Regions from separate parts of the Mus musculus genome. Here region 1 is linked to region 2. The links are chromatin contacts, called in public HiChIP or PLAC-seq maps. All regions are on one chromosome and are shown on one strand. The core of a region is the stretch at or near the end of the contact, and the rest is flanking DNA. Distances in the headings are between cores, read along the strand shown.

What was found. HiChIP or PLAC-seq counts read pairs in DNA pulled down with a chosen protein or histone mark.
Region 1: a contact with region 2 is called in an H3K27ac HiChIP or PLAC-seq map of thymic regulatory T cells, with 3 times the contacts expected there. The contact joins the promoter of Paf1 here to the promoter of Lgals7 in region 2. A contact is called at or near these places in 1 of 39 promoter capture datasets (cranial neural crest), 2 of 484 Hi-C or Micro-C datasets (both in embryonic stem cells), 5 of 115 datasets of contacts at active chromatin or transcription factors (bone marrow-derived macrophages, embryonic stem cells, memory CD8 T cells and 1 more) and 1 of 9 other capture datasets (liver).

What each region holds. Positions count from the first base shown.
Region 1 is chr7:28,391,664-28,394,363 of GRCm38.p6, reverse strand. It overlaps Paf1 (Paf1, RNA polymerase II complex component), which reads right to left and starts at 1,368. Exons shown (of 14, transcript NM_019458.3): 1 at 1,110-1,368; 2 at 666-695. The coding sequence starts at 1,156. Med29 (mediator complex subunit 29) reads left to right here and starts at 1,674. Exons shown (of 4, transcript NM_026042.3): 1 at 1,674-1,913. The coding sequence starts at 1,701.
Region 2 is chr7:28,862,991-28,865,690 of GRCm38.p6, reverse strand. It overlaps Lgals7 (lectin, galactose binding, soluble 7), which reads right to left and starts at 1,305. Exons shown (of 4, transcript NM_008496.4): 1 at 1,205-1,305; 2 at 772-860; 3 at 1-157. The coding sequence starts at 1,210.

The sequences.
Region 1 (2,700 bases), core at 119-2,618, 470 kb after region 2:
GCTACAGTGTACTTATATATAATAATAAATAAATCTTTAAAAAAAAAAAAAGCGCACTGATTGCGGCTTCCAAAGGTCCTGAGTTCAAATCCCAGCAACCACATCGTTGCTCACAACCATCCATAACAAGATGTGACCCCCTCTTCTGGGGTGTCTGAAAACAGCTACAGTGTACTCACATATAATAAATCTTTAAAAAACAAACGGGCTGGAGAGATGGCTCAGCAGTTAAGGTCCTGAGTTCAAATCCCAGCAACCACATGGTGGCTCACAACCATCTGCAATGAAATCTGATGCCCTCTTCTGGGGTGTCTGAAGACTGCTACAGTGTACTTACATACAAACAAACCCTGCCTCAAGCTGACAAGATACCTCAGCAGGTGAAAGTGCCTGCTGTCCAGCCTAAGGAAATGTCTTTAGACTGCCACTCAGAGCTAAGGTGTGTACAATTTAAACACACACACACACACACACACACACACACACACACAACCCTAGGCCTGTGCTGCTGGGCACATAAGGCTGCAATCCCGGCACCCATGAGACTGGGGCACAAAGACCAGTCTGGGCCACTTTATGAGATTCTCCAAAGCACAAAAAAGGCCCCCTAACCGCCTCCCCTGTTCGTGTTCCACCCCTCCTGGAAAACGGAGCTGGGAGCTTACCTCTCAGGCAAGGTCCGGTGGGAATTGGGCCTGGTTTCGGGGAGAAGAGAGAGAGAGAGAGAGAGAGAGAGAGAGAGAGATGTCAAGAGTTGGCCATGTGAGTGGAAAGGCCGGCCCCCGAATTTCTGAAGGAGTGATGGTGATGATGGTGATAAAGCATGAAGCCAGATGCTCAATCCCCTGAGGAGAGCAATCCAGAAGCTTCACTGAAGGAGACTGAGGTCTGACTCCCTCCCGCAAGGTGCAATTCCGAAATTGAATAGCAGGGGACCAGGAAGCGACCGCAGAGCCCAGGGGGGACCGCCCCTTCATCGGGGGTGAGCGCTGCGCGACCTCGGGGGCCGACCTGAGGGAATCAGTGATGTCGCAAGCAGCCCCCCTCGGCCTAGTCCCCAGCTTGCAGCTCACAAAACAAAATGAAGCGGCAGGTGACAGGAGACCTACCTGTGGCCATCTTCCCTCTGGGCCTGGGTCTGGATGGTGGGCGCCATCGCGACCAGGCGACGGCGGCGCGGTAGGCGTCCTCGCTGGCCGCAGGCGGACGCTGAGTGGCGTACCGACTTTGAGAGACGCCGGATCCAAGGACAGGCTCCCGTAGACGCCGGGCTCCGCGGGGAAAGGGGATGAAGTGGGCCGACGAGAAGGGCTCGGGTGTGACTGAAGTAAGAGCACAGACAGCGTCGGACACAGACTTGCAGCTCCCGCTCCGACTGCTACCAAGACGCAGAAGACTAGACAGGTCGCTCCTGGCCGCAAGGCCTTCAGGGAAATAGAGTTTGGTCAGTCCTTCACAGTGATTGGCGAGCTGTGGGTGAAGGGGCGGAGCCGTGGGGGAACTCCTCTTATGATTGGCGAAAAGATATTCCACTCATGGCCTCGGATTTGGGAGGGCGGAGAAAAATGCATATCCTCTTCTCCCATTGGCTAATCTGTCGGTAAGGCATGGCTAACTAGGAGGTCAGCCAACTGAAAAAGCTGAGGAGCTACCGGAGCAGACGCATTTATGACGCATTTCCGGCGTTCTAGCGGAGGAAAATGGCTGCGCCCCAGCCACAGGCTGCAGCGGTTTCCTCTGCGTCTGGTGTGTCAGGCCCGGGTTCTGCCGGGGGTCCGGGTCCCCAGCAACAGCCACAACCGACCCAGTTGGTGGGTTCTGCCCAGAGCGGGCTCCTGCAGCAGCAGCAGCAGGACTTCGATCCTGTGCAGCGCTACAAGATGCTCATCCCGCAACTGAAGGAGAGTCTCCAGGTGATGGGCCCTGCGCGGGGAGCAAGAGGGGCTGGCTGGCGGGCGGGCGGGCTCCGGGGACGAGCGCCGAGGGGCTGTTTGTTGAAGGAGAGATCGTAGGTCGGGAAGAGAAGACAGACTAGCTGTGTTGTGTTTGTGTCTAACCAAAGTGAAGCTCCGGTCAGCTGTAGTGGTGGCGCGTTCTTAATCCCCGTGCTGGGACAGCAGAGGGGGACGGATCTGAGCTCGAGGCCAGTCTGGTCTATAGAGTTCCAGGCCGACCAGGGTCTACATAGTGAAACCCTGTGGAGAGAAAGGAGATGAGGATGAATGACAATTTTTGTTTGTTTGTTTTTTTTTGTTTTTCGAGACAGGGTTTCTTTGTATAGCCCTGGCTGTCCTGGAACTCACTCTGTAGACCAGGCTGGCCTCGAACTCAGAAATCCGCCTGCCTGTGCCTCCCAAGTGCTGAGATTAAAGGCGTGCGCTACCATGCCCAGCATGAATGACAATTTTAACTGTGTATGGTAGTGCAAGCCTTTAATTCCTGCCTTCTGGAGGCAAAGGAAGGTAAATCTTTTGAGTTCCAAGACAGCCTTGGCTACACAGAGAAACCCTGTCCCAAAAAACTAGATGGAAGTGGGGGAGGCAGGAGGAGAAGAGTAAAAAGAGAAACCGTTCTGGTTAAGTTCCGTGCAGAAGTACGGCCTAAGTGTCATTTCAGTCCATGATGACTAGATAAAGGGTATGTCCAGGAAGCTATTAGTGGTAATTCCAAACGAGAGCAGGTTACTGAAAAATTACAGGG
Region 2 (2,700 bases), core at 56-2,555:
CCCACGCTCGAAGGGGATGCCGGTGCCTCGCTCCTCACGGCCCCATTTGCCTTGTTCTTTGGTGTTGAAGACAACCTCGGAAGTGTCCAGCCTCGGGTTAAAGTGCAAGGCGGCATCTGCTCCTTGCTCCTCACCGCATAGCAGGTTTACATGGAACCTTCGGGGACAGTAAGCCTCAAAGATCAGCAACCACCATGTGCAAGTTATGTGGTTCCACCGGCACACCCACACCCATAGGGAGTCCCTGTGTTTGTAGCCAGGATCCCCCTCATTTCCAGAGCCTGGAGCTGTCCTAGGTTGTGGGATGGCCTGCTGTGCCTGAGTGGGGTTCAGGGAATCGCACTCCAGATAAGCAGAGTTAATAGCAAGGGACCCCACTATTCCAGGTTATCAATATTCCCACAAAGCCCAAGGTCTCAATTTTAGTAGGTCATGGACTTGATGACCGGGTACCCTGGGCATCCAGGGTAGCTTCAAGATCCAAGAGAGATTTTCATTGTCCTGGAAAACTGGACATGGAGATCGTAGGACTAACCAGGGATTCTTATTATTGTTCTAGAAGCCTACATTTTTAGGGAGACTTGGGCACACCCACCCACAAGTCTTGGGGAACATCAGTGAAAATATCCAAATTAAGCTAGCAATAGGGACTCCAAGACTCCACATGGCAAACAAGGTTCCAGGGACACCATATGTGGGCTCTAAGAACCAGGGTTCAACTGAGCCAGGAGATGCCCCACCCACCCTTTCCCCTGGAACCTGGGATATCACCTGCCAGCCTGGTCAGGGACCATGCCTCGAATTCTCATGACAGTGCCCACGCGGACGCCCTGAGGCAGGGAGGTCTTGTGCTGGGTAGCCTGTAAGAATTGGGTGGGGCAAGAATGAGAACCAGGGAGACAAAGAAACAGACTGGTCAGCCCCAGCTAGGAACTCCAGGGACCAGGCAGAAACCAAGAGGGATGCAGATTAACGGAGAGGCAGAGACAGGCACACAGACCTGACAGAGACAATGCAGTTAGAAGAAAGCAAAGCCAGCTGGGAGACAACCTATCAGGACGTGCTGGTGAAACCCAAGAGATAGCAGCCAGCTCTCCTGATACCCGTTTTTTGCTTTGAAGGGGAGGTTTAAGCTAGTCCCAGCTTCCAGACTTGGCCTTGTCCCAAAGCCCCGTTTCCCCAGCTTGGGCCCCAGTATACTTACAGACATGGCGGGCACAGCAATACAGCAACAATGTGGCCAGTCGCTGTGGGAGGGGACCTTAAGTAAAGGCAAGGTAGTGGTTCAGCTCCTCCCTTTCCATCCAACGCCCACAGCTGGCACAGACCCCTGCCCTAAGGCAAAGCTGTCAAGGCCGGGCGAGTCTCCTCCTGCCCTGCCCCCACACACCAGCTCCCTCTCCCCTTTTCCTAGGCTTAGAGATAGGGACAACCTTTAATACCAAGACTGGGGAGGTTTGCCCTGTGCTCTTCTCACCTCCCCTTTCATACCCCTACCGCCCTGTCAGACACTGGACTCCCCTGGAGATCTAGTGGATCCAGAAAGGCTGCGCAAGCATCAGCCTCCACCCTTTCTGAAAGGAGCCTCTTCCCTGGAGCGCAGGCTGCTCTGCTTTGTCCTGGCCACCTCTGCTTCTGCCGTCAAAGACAGGCATAATAACTCAATGGGGTCCCCAGGAAACCCGCTATTCCTTTTTATCCTATGCTGTGCCCCCACCCTACCCCCCAGGTTACCAAGAGTGTGTTGGCACGTTTGAAGTGGTCAGTAATGGAGTGGCCAGTAACGGAGGGTCAAATAATGAAGTTTCACTAACAGTGGCCAGGCTGCTGAGACCTCTGGGTGTCCAGATGTGTGTCTGAACCTTACCAGGATATGTGGAGTATATCGAGCCACTGTACTGACGTACAGGAAACAGTGCTCATGGGAACAATTTGCCCAAAGATCAAGATCAGCGCTCTGCTCTCTCGCTCTCTCTCTCTCTCTCTCTCTCTCTCCCTCTCTCTTCTCAGTGGTTCCTACTTTTCTTCTTCAGGTCTCTATCAGCTCCTCCTTGGAACTGAGCCCACCTTCCCATCCAATGAGAGTGTGATGGAATATGGGTTGGTGGGTGTCCCGGGCTGCCAGTCACCACCCAGATCAAATGAAACACATTGGGGAAACTTCCAATAGCCTGAGTTTTAGTCTCCCTAGACCAGCACTCTAGAGAAATAGAGAAAGTGTGTGTGTGTGTGTGTGTGTGTGTGTATGTGTGTGTGGGTGTGTGTAGGGGTGACTCATAAAGAATGAAAGAGAAATTTCTGGAAGGCAGGCAAAGGGAGGGTGGGAGCGCTGAGCAGTTACCACTCCTAACAGCCCAGCAGCCTTCCTGAAAGATCTTTCCCATCCCTATCCCCACCACCCTACTCCTGCCCCACCCAGCAGGTGGCAGAGCCGGAGGCCAGATGCATGCTGGGAGTGGAAAGTTGCCTTGGAGATTAGGAACTTGCTACCTCTCCTGCTTCTCTGTCCCAGTTTCCCATATTCAGACCCCCCCCCCACGCCCGCAACACACACAACCCTAGAATACACATCAAGGAATCCCGTGAGGTGGCCCAGAGAGGGCACAGAAGATGCCAGAGAAACGTGGGCGCTGCGATGCTGGGGGAGGAGCCCTGGAGAAGACAGGCTGGAGATGGACCTGATTGCTCCACCTGGAAACC